Regions from separate parts of the Ovis aries genome. Here region 2 is linked to region 1. A link is a contact called in public Hi-C data. All regions are on one chromosome and are shown on one strand. The core of a region is the stretch at or near the end of the contact, and the rest is flanking DNA. Distances in the headings are between cores, read along the strand shown. Region 1 holds the start of NCK1 (NCK adaptor protein 1). Region 2 holds the start of STAG1 (STAG1 cohesin complex component).

Region 1 (5,257 bases), core at 1,285-3,784:
CATATTAAAAACCAAAGAAATGATAAAACAGTAAGGGCTGTGGGTTCAAAGGAAAGCAACAACACAGAAACCGAAAGATCTAGAAGGCTGTGCAGAAGGACCAAATGTGAAATGTTAACAAAATCTGACTTTACTTGCCACTTAATTTAAGGAGGAAAATTTCTTTTAAAAAATACTAGCAATAAACAGGCAAAGTGTCAACAGACATGAAGGCAGGAAAATACACAATCTAGATGAGAACAAGAGATTGGTTTGTGTTAGGATGGACAGCTCCTATAGAGAATTACTGTTATCATTAGAAAAAAACAGGTTTTGAGCAGACTGTTAGAAGGCTGGGAATTCTGAACTATACTCGAAATAACAGGGAACTAATGCTGGTTTAACAGTGAGGGTGGTGGAAGCACTATTTTAGAACAAGGCAGAAGCCAGAACATACTAAGGGAGAAAAGAGGCAGAAAATCCGGTTAAAAGCTACTGGGGGGAAAAAAGAAAACGAGTGGTTAGAACAGATATCTGAAAGAAATTTCAGAAAATGGCTGACAAAAATTGGGCAATGTTATGTGGTGAGAGGAAGTCTTAAGATAAAACCAGGGCTTATGCCTGGGTAGTTTAAGGCATGATAAATATCACCAAAACAAAGTCAGCATATGGAATCAGTTTTGAAGGAAGACTATAAATTCTATCTTTCAAATAAAGTGAGGAACATCCAGACAGAATTGTTGCCTTATTAAATAATCTTTAAATGTCATTTTTGGCCCTGTCAATTGTCTTCCTAAAACACCACAGCAAAGTATTAACAGAGAATTTGTTAAATGCTTAGTGATTTCAATAGTTTCCTCCAATTCTACTTATTGACGAAATAAGAAAATCATTTAGTCTTCTGGTGTAGGCAGAAAAATATCTGGTATTTTTCCATATTACAAAGGTAAATAAATTGTAAAAATTGTTAAACTATAAAAGAATAAAATAGACAGGATATGGATTTATTAAGTCTTCCTGACAAGTGATTTATAACATTTGCATCAAATCTACCTTGAGTTTTGGCAGGGAAGTTCTCAAAGGTGCAAAAAATCCAGTGGCCTAAAACATATCTCAATATCTAACAAAACGTACCCTGTTATGTTTCATGTTTTATTTTCAAGGACCTGAAAGCACTAGTAAAATCTAGACTAAATATTTAGAAAAACAGAACAAACAAGTTTAAAATTTAATATATGAACAAGCACAGCTGAGAAATCCTGAACATTCTGCAAACTGTTCAGAATTTTCCAAAGAAGAAAATCGTAAAGTTTGCAATAAAAATGAAATAAAACTATTAATCAACCAAAGCACAGATCTCGAGTTTCTATCAAACTATGAGGGATATCTATTTAAGAACTGAATATTACTGACAATTACCAAACAGAACCTTCTTCTTGGATAATTCCCCATTTACTCTGTAAACTCCCTGAGGGTTGAGACACAGCACTTTCCATCTGCTTAATAAACTGTATGGTTGGTCTTTCTTACATCTACCAAAGTAAGATTTTTAAAAATGAATACCTCTTGCAACATTTACTTGTCCTGACTGAACAGTGAGCTTTTTTTTGCTCACCACCCAAGATGGGGATAGAAATTTCTTCAACTCATCCTTTCCTAACTCCCCTGGTTTCTTGCCAAAGTTAACGGGCAGAATTATTTTTAAGTGACTAGTTCATTAGTGTGACACTAAACTGGGCGTCTGTAAAGTAAGGGTTCTCAGTCCGGCACAAAATTCAGCTTCCCGAGCTTCTAATAGCAAACTTTTATGGACACACACAGGAAAGGTTACAAAACCAACTACCAAGATACATTTTTCCCCCCGGATATATTACAACTCAAGTCAAAAGCTTACAGCCCAAGTAACTCACGTACGAATCCATGATATTATAATAACCCAGATTTCCCAACAAGGGAAACTGCAGGGGGCTGGGTGGGGGGAGGGGCGGGAGGCGCATCCCGAGGATGTCCATCCTCCGCACCCTGAACGGCTCCCTCCCACTCCTAGAGGTAAGCGCCCCTCTCCACCACCACCGCGGCCTCGGAATGCGCCACAAAGCCGTCAGGACTTTGAGAGGTAAAGAAAAGGAGGAGGGTGCACGCCACACACTCGACCTCTCAGCCTCCAGGGACGGCCGGCCGCAGCGCTCACCCGGACCCGACGCTCCAGGGAGGGACAGGAAGGTCGTAGGGCTGCGCCTCCCAGGGCAGTGGCCGGAGGGTCGCGCGAAGCCGCGAGGCAAAAAGCCCAGGCCCGACCAAGCGGCCTCCCCGCCCCCTCCGGCTTCGCTCCGAGCCGGCAGACGGCGCCCCGGGAGCTAACTTCAGCAGGGAAGAGGAAGCTCCGCGGCAAGTAACGGGCTATGTAGATTCCCCAGACGAGAAAAAGGCTGTCTGTGCGTCTGCCTGCCGGCAGGACCGTCTCACCTCCCCTCTGCCAAGCCCGGGCGGCGCCAGCTCACTTGAGGAGGGCAGGGACGCCGCCACGGCCGCCGCGATGGCCGTTACGGCACGAGGCCTCCGCTCTGCCGCCGCGTAGCTCTGGGGAGAGAGGCGGGGCGTGCGCGGCGGGAGGGCGGGGCTGCAGCGCCGACCGGTCGCGAGGCCCTGGGCGGACCCGCGCAGACAGGAAACCCCCCCTCCCTGCCCAATCTGATAGGTTCAGTCTTCCCCTTCCCTCCTATCACTGACGCGAGGGCGGTCTTCGCCGCTCTGGGATTGGGCGAGCCCTCCTGTCAATCAATTGCTGTGCTAGGTGTGGAGCTGAGGCTGCTCGGTGGAGAGGGAGTGAGAGAGACAGAAGCGCCCTGCCAGTTTCTGGGTTTTGTTGCTTCTGTGTCTCTGGCTGATTATTCTGGGGCCTTCCTCCTCAGCGCCACAGGAGATTCCACAACAGAACTGACTGCTTTCCGAGTTAAGCCCCGACTGCTCTGGGAGCTTCCTTCTGGTTTCTGCACCTGAAGAAGGTCTTACCAGCGGAAAGTTCTTAGGGACGGGAGCGAAAATGAGAAGCAAACAAAAAGGCCTGAACGTAGAGTCCTGAGAGAAAAATGTAAGACGTGTCCTTAACTTGAACCGCAAACCAAAATAAGCTGAGTCTGAGGGCCTTCGAAGCGCCCTGGTGCGTGGATAGCTTCCATTCTTGGTTGCCGTAGCCTTGCTGTGAGGACAGTGACTTTCGGTGACAGGTCTGTTCTTTCTTAGCTGCCCAGCCCCAGACACCTGCCATCAGTAAGTTGGTTCTCCCCACGCCGGAGCCTCAGACCCCATCACCTGCCTCTTCCTCCCCAGCCATCTCTGTGGCTCTGCGTAGGCGTTTGCCGCCCAGGGAAGCCTGGTAAGTGCACAGGTGTTTTCCCCATCCAGCTGCTGAAAGAGCCAGACTTTTTGCGACTCCATGGATCTGAAGCCCACCAGGTTCCTCTCTCCATGGAATTTGCCAGGCAAGAATCCTGGAGCTTTTTGCCATTTCCTAGGGATACAACCAGCGTCTCCTGCACTGGCAAGGGGATTCTTTACCACCTGGGGAGACCTCCCTACCCCTACATGATTTCAAATCAGAAATCATGTCAGTCAGTACTGTTTTTCCCCAGTACCTAGCACATGGTAGTGTTAGGCACTTAGTCCTGTCTGACGCTTTGCGACCCCATGGACTGTAACACATGGAATTGTCCAGGCAAGAATACTGGGGTGGGTTACCATTTCCTTCTCCAGGGGATCTTGGACCCAGGGATCGAACCCAAGTCTCCCACTTTGCAGGCAGATTCTAGCACATGGTAGATCATCAGTAAGTATTGTTTAAGGCATTAGTACAGCTTCAATCCCCAATTTCATTCATTTATGCTTTTCTGTATTTAACTTCAGAATTATTCATTTGTATCCTAATAGAGGAATATGGTTCACTTGCCATATATATGATCACACGGTCAAGCATAAATCACCTGTGGCCCCTTCCTGGCCTCAAGTTGAGAGGGCAAGTGGACCAGGAAAATCTGGGCAGCAACTCCATCTGTATCCTGTAATTAGGATCTAAAGTTAATAATGTAAGTGGATTTTGGATTTATTCTAAGGATCTAAATACCTTTGTATATTTTATCATGGCTGCTATGGACTGAATTGTGTCCCCTCTCAAAATTCCTGTGTTGATGCTCTGACCCCCCAGTGTGACTGTATTTGGAGACAAGGCCTTTCAGAGATAATTTAGGTTAACTGAGGTGATAAGAGTGGGGCCCTAATCCTATAGAATTAGTGTCCTTTATAAGAAGTGACGGCAGAGACGTAGACACTGTCTTGCTGTCTGTCCTCACAACTAAAAGACACAGTGAGAAAGCAGCCGTGTGCAAACCAGGAAGAGAGTGTTCACCAGAAACTAACCATGCTGGCATCCGGACGTGGGACTTCCAATCTCCAAAACCGTGAGAAGTTTAATTGTTGTTTAAGCCACCCAGTCTATGGCATTTTGTTACAGCAGCCCACACTATTGTTATAGCTCTGTCTAACAATAGTTTTATTTGTTGATACATCTTATAAAGTTTATGGATTGAGATATTTAATTCATTTTTGAAGCTGTATAAACCCATTGTCCAGAGGTTGAAACTATTTCTCCAAAATAGTTTCACACAACAAACTGTTAGGTACACCTGGCTCATAACAAACTTAGCTACACCTGGCTCAGTTCAGCTTTAGCTTTTTAACATGTGATGGGATTAGGAGAATGTGAATACAAACATAACAGGTAAAATAGTCCTTGCTATCAGGCAGCTTAAACCACTTCCATAAATGGGGAAAATAAACCCAGAAAAAAAATATGCTGAAGTCGTTTAATTTTAGATTTTATTTTGTAAGGGATTATGTATTTTGAATGGGTCAATGATCTGAACAGACTGTGAGATTTTGATCCAGATCTCTTAACTACTACTGTGTGCCATCTGTTTAAGTAATAAAAGAAGGAAGAGAATTTTTTCATAAAAGGATTTTAGTTTCCTGTAAATACATGTTTTCCTTTTAACTTTTCTTTAAATGTTCCCTCATCACCCTATTCTTACCAGGAACTCAAGAAAGAAAGAAAGAAAGAAAGAAAGAAAAACTCAAAAAATACAAGAGAAAGAGAAGGAATTGAAGAATAAAAATAAGGAGACAGAAATGAGAGGAAAGCATTGGGGTAGATAGACAGGAAGTCATGTATGGAATTGCTCAATAGTGTACTTAGACGTATGGAGCCCATGTTTGTAAGGGGTGG
Region 2 (5,257 bases), core at 965-3,464, 130 kb after region 1:
GAGGAATCAGAAACTTGAGTAAGAAAGATGTATTATTTTAAATGTTGAATTTTGCACTGGAGCTTCCTGGCAAGAAAGCTGAATATGAGGAATGCTAAGGGAAAATCAGGAACAGATAGTAATTTAAGGAGACTTTTGAAGGGCAATAATGTAGTAGAGAACACCACAGAGAGCTAAGAGCTGACCTATGGGTTGGAACAAACAGGAGGCACTAGCAAAGGAATACAAAGACCAGAAAACCAGATAGGTTGTAGATCCCAGGAACTGTCTTAAAAAGTTGGGGGGGGGCACAGGGTTTCAAGAAAGAGATAAGGATTGGGTGTGCCAAGAAAAATAGGATGAGAAAACGGTTGAAAGTTAGAACTTGTGGACTTTAAAGTGTAAATTCAGTTTGCCATTATGGGTTAGATTGATAAAAGGTAAGGAATAAGGTGGAAGCAGGAGACTACTTCTTTTAAGAAATGCGACAGTGAAAAGAAGGTTGATATTACAGTAACTGGAGGTAGTAGTACACATTTTTAAAAAGCCCTTCGAAACTGTTGAAAAACAGAAAGAAGCCAATGGCTACGATACTGGAGATATAAGATCCTAGGAAAGTAGTGGTGGAAGGAGGAAAAGGAATGGACGACATAGGTAGTCCTGGAAGAAGCACTGATGTTGGGGAGAAGGGGAGAGGGAGAATGAGTTAATTTGGTGAGAATTTGAAAGGTCATGAACACGGCGTGTCAACAAATATTTTAAGATGGAGAGAATATCAAACTGGAATTCCATGGCTCTGATCCCTGTTAACCAGATGATTTTATCTATTAGTATGGATAGGGACTGGCACCTTAACAAGGAAAATGAGAAACAGTTTGTATAGAATACGATAGGAATTCATCCAAAGATGAGTTTATATATATATATATATGTATCAAGTGGGAGTGTGGTCACGACTTCATAGCCATCCAGGTAGAACTGGGGCTTCCTCCAGTGAAAAACCACACAGTGTGACCTTTGAGAGAGAAATCAGAAATAGGGATAATTTATTGGAGACTGACCCTTAAGACTATAAAGGAGTCTAAGCAATTCTAGCGATTCTAAGGCAATACAGAAATAGAGCTGGCTGGCTACAGTAACAAGAGAATTTAGTCATAATGGGGCTGATGACCTGGGAGATTAAGGATTCACTTTTGTATTGAAAGTTTTGAGTGGGTGAAAGGTAGAAGCCACGATCAGGCAGAGGCGGGGGGTGGGGGGGAAGAGTAGGGAAAAGGCAACATTCAAAAGCATATTTTGGTCATGATCTCACGCTAGTCAATTGTTTCCCTTTTGGCAGCTAAACGGCTACGATTCTCCCGTCCATTTCAGAGCTACTGAGAATAGTCCTAGGCTGTGGAAGGAGAAATCTGATTCCAAAGCGGAGGCTGTATTTTCTCAATCTACTTACATTCTTTTCTCACTAACTAGCCAATGCTGCCGCCTTATGCAAAGCCGGCACCACGGAAAGGATCTGCTTTAGAGGTAGTGACGACGCCAATCGGCCTGGGGCGCGCAGTGTTGCGTCTAGATGCACGGCGAGGGAGGTCCCAAACAGCTCTCAAAACCTTTTCACCCTCGCCCGGGAAAGCACCTCGTCAACAGTAGACAATAAATCGCTCGTACAATGCTAAGCTCTGAGGCCCTGGTTGACACCAGCAGGCGGGAGCGTGGTTTAGCGCTGCCACCCCTCCGCTTTTCTGCAGAGGCGGGGGATGGGGGCAGCAAGGCCGGGCGGGGCTGCGGGGGTGCGCTAGTCTCGCGACCTGGGGAGGGGCCGCGGTGAAGGGGCCAGGGGCGGGTTTCCCTCCCAGGTCTCGGAAAAGCTCCAAAAATGGCGGGCGGCAACTCAGCTAGCGGGGCGCGCAGGCGCCACCGCCGCCATCCTTCCGCCCGCCTTGGGCGGCCCACAAACCATCCACAGCCCCCTCACGGAGAGGTATGCGCCGCTTGCGATTGGCTGAGCTGGGCCAGCGCTCCGTGCGGGGGCCGGGCCGCCACGCAGCGGCCACGTTTCCCGCCCCGCTGGTGCGCGTGCGCGCAATCCCCACAGGAAAGCGTTCGCGCGCGTCCCCGCCGCGGCCCCCAGCTCGCGCCTCAGCTCCCTCCCCTTTCCGGGTAGGCCCGTCCCGTCAGCGAAGCAGTAAGCACCGCGGCCAGCAGAGGGCGGTCCGGACCCAAGTCTGCAGCGGCGCCATTGGCGTGTGGAAAATGCCACCAGATGGCGGGTTAGGATTGCAGCTCCGTTGAAGGCGCGGCCCCCGCTCCCGAACCCCCGGCGACCACCCCGTAACAACCCCCCCACATCGGGAATAACACACCGGAGACTTTTGGGGGGAAACTAGGTCGACGGCTGGCGGTGCCCGGATGGGCAGCTGAGGTGAGCGCGGGCGGCGGCGACGGCGGCGGGGGGCGGGAAAGAGGGGGAATGCGGCGGCAGCGGCGCGGGGGCTGGAAGCGCCGATCCAAGATGGAGGCCGGGCGAGAGCGAGAGAGCGCGAGCGAAGAGCGGGCGGGCCGGGCGCGGGCCCCGCGCGGGGGAGGGAGGCCGCGCAGGCCTGTGCGGGGCGCGGCGGTCGCCGGCCGTCCGGGCGCCAGCGGGGACGGCTGTGGGCGCGGCGGGCACCCCGGAACCCTAGTCGCTCCGCACCCCTCCCGCGGGCCCCGAAAATTGTGCCCCCGCCCGCTCGGGCACTACGGCGACGGGCGCGGAAGCCTTTGTGGCGCGCTCGGGCCCGCCGCCAAGCCCGCCCTCCGCCCCCCCGCCCGGACTCTCGGGACTCGCCCGCGCCCGGCGGGGCCGGGCCGAGGCGGGCTGGTGCGAATGCCATCCGCCGCCCTGCGTTTCTGCGGTGTTTTAGCGGCGGCGGCGTCGTCACATGACAACGAGCTCGCCTCGGCTGAGGGGCCTGGGGGTCGCTCGGCGAGGCGACCGGCCCAGGCCTCTTCTCAATGGGGAGGAGCGGGGGGCTGGCGCCTGGGGCAGAGGGGACGTCAAAGCCGGGCTTTCCCGCTATCTGCCCTCCCCGCCCCCGACGGAGGCCTCCTTGAGAAACGTGTGCAGGCCGGAGCACTGCCCCGCTAGTTTTCCAGCCCCCCGGGAGACGAGGCCAATAAAAGTTGTTTTCCCTCCTTTCTCGGGGTGGGGGCGGGGTGAAGAGCTGGGAAACGGGAGTGCTTGGAGTTGAACCTGGGCCTCGATCGGAGAGTCCAAACTGGGTGCTTCTTGGGTGCTGTGGGGACTGAGAAATTTTCAGGTTTTAGGATTGTCACGTCACCTCTTCTACCTACATTTGAAATGTTACCGATTCTCTTCATATTGCAGAGAATCGTGTCCCGGGAGTGTAAAGCAGGGGATGGTTTTGGGCACTTACAGTTTCAAAACAATGCTGTTTGTATGCGACGATAGCGAATTACTTGCTGTTAGTCGATGTTAAGATGATGTGTATAGTTTATTCTCGTGATTGTGACTAGAGAGGAGTTTTTTCTTTCATCTCTTCGCGAACGTAGTGTTTATGAAAGTATTTGACATGGCATAAAGAAAGTTGTGTGATTTGTGACTTAACGTGGTATTTGACTCCATCTTTTAGATTTTCATGTGCCTTTTTAAGAAAATTGCAAATTCTGATGGTGAAGCACTTAGGAAAATAAAGATTCAGAACAGTGAAAATAAAAACAACTTGTGTATTGTATTGGATAGTGTACCTTGTACTCATGTTTATACTGTACGAAAAATTCAGGCTAAAAAAATTTACTCCAGGGAGGAAATAGCGAAAAGTTCGGGAAGGTTGTTTACTTGCTCTCAGTCTTTGAGAATAGTTATAACACAAGTAGTTTGCTATCTAAATAAAGTACTAAAAAAACCGACAGAGTTTTGATACCGTTTTTTCTTTATATTTCAAAACGTACGTTAAGTTTACTCCGGTGGTCTGTCAATGGTCATTTTAACAACCAAGCTGCTTTGATTAGAAATTCCTCAATATCCACTTCAGTTTTGATATTCTGGCAAAACTTAGGGGTATTGAAATAGATGTGAAATATGGAAAATTGTTATTTTCCATATGGAAAATGTTGTTAGAATTGCTTCCTTTGAACACAGTATGCAAGTACTGTTGATTTGAGTAACTGTCTTAAAGCCTTAAGGGGGCTGTGGTAGGAAGAGAGCCCAGGACTGAAGTTATTTTAAACTTTTCCTAGGTATTTGATCTTTGAGGGGTCGCTGTTTTAACCTTACTTTCCTTATCACTAAAATGAAAAATTTTGGATTGTATTAGCTTTCCTTTTATGTATAGCGAGGTACCACACATTTAGTAGCTTCAGTTCAGTTGCTCAGTCGTGTCCGACTCTTTGTGACCCCATGAACCACAGCATGCCAGGCCTCTCTGTCCATCACCAACTCCCGGAGTTCAGTCAAGCTCATGTCCATTGAGTCCGTGATGCCATCCAACCATTTCATCCACTGTCGTCCCCTTCTCCTGCCCTCAATTTTTCCCAGCATTAGAGTCTTTTCCAATGAGTCAGCTCTTCACATCACGTGGCCAAACTATTGGCGTTTCAGCTTCAACATCAGTCCTTCCAGTGAACACCCAGGACTATCTTCTTTAGGATGGACTGGTTGGATCTCCTTCCTTCCAGTCCAAGGGACTCTCAAGAATCTTCTCCAACACCACAGTTCAAAAGCATCAATTCTTCGGCGCTCTGCATTCTTTATAGTCCAACTCTCCCATCCATACATGACTACTGGAAAAACCATAGCCTTGACTAGATGGACCTTTGTTGGCAAAGTAGTGTCTCTGCTTTTGAATATGCTGTCTAGGTTGGTCATAACTTTCCTTCCAAGGAGTAAGCGTCTTTTAATTTCATGGCTGCAGTCACCATCTGCAGTGATTTTGGAGCTCAGAAAAATAAAGTTAGCCACTGTTTCCACTGTCTCCCCATCTTTTTTCATGAAGTGTTGGGGCCAGATGCCATGATCTTCATTTTCTGAATGTTGAGCTTTAGCCAACTTTTTTTACTTTGTAGTGGGGCTTTCTGTTCCACATTTCACCTGGCTAAAATCAGGGTGTTGGGTGTGTTGGCTCAGTTCTTATCTGAGGCTTAGGACTTTCTTCCATGCTCACTACTTGTTGGCAGAATTTCCTTGTGGCTGTATGACTGGAGTCACCATCTTCTTTCTAGCTGTTGGCAAGACTTTCTCACTTCCTTACCACATGTTCATATAGGCATTTTCACGTCATGA

Evidence for each region. A called contact is a pair of places that touch in the nucleus more often than the background predicts.
Region 2: a contact with region 1 is called in a Hi-C map of liver, with 4 times the contacts expected there. The contact joins the promoter of STAG1 here to the promoter of NCK1 in region 1. A contact is called at or near these places in 6 of 16 Hi-C or Micro-C datasets (hypothalamus, liver, mixed tissues and 3 more).

What each region holds. Positions count from the first base shown.
Region 1 is chr1:252,945,358-252,950,614 of ARS-UI_Ramb_v3.0, forward strand. NCK1 (NCK adaptor protein 1) reads right to left here and starts at 2,535. Exons shown (of 4, transcript NM_001166199.1): 1 at 2,446-2,535. It overlaps LOC121817339 (a long non-coding RNA gene), which reads left to right and starts at 2,760. Exons shown (of 3, transcript XR_006057174.2): 1 at 2,760-3,355; 2 at 3,907-4,061.
Region 2 is chr1:253,075,638-253,080,894 of ARS-UI_Ramb_v3.0, forward strand. STAG1 (STAG1 cohesin complex component) reads left to right here and starts at 2,215. Exons shown (of 33, transcript XM_060395498.1): 1 at 2,215-2,398.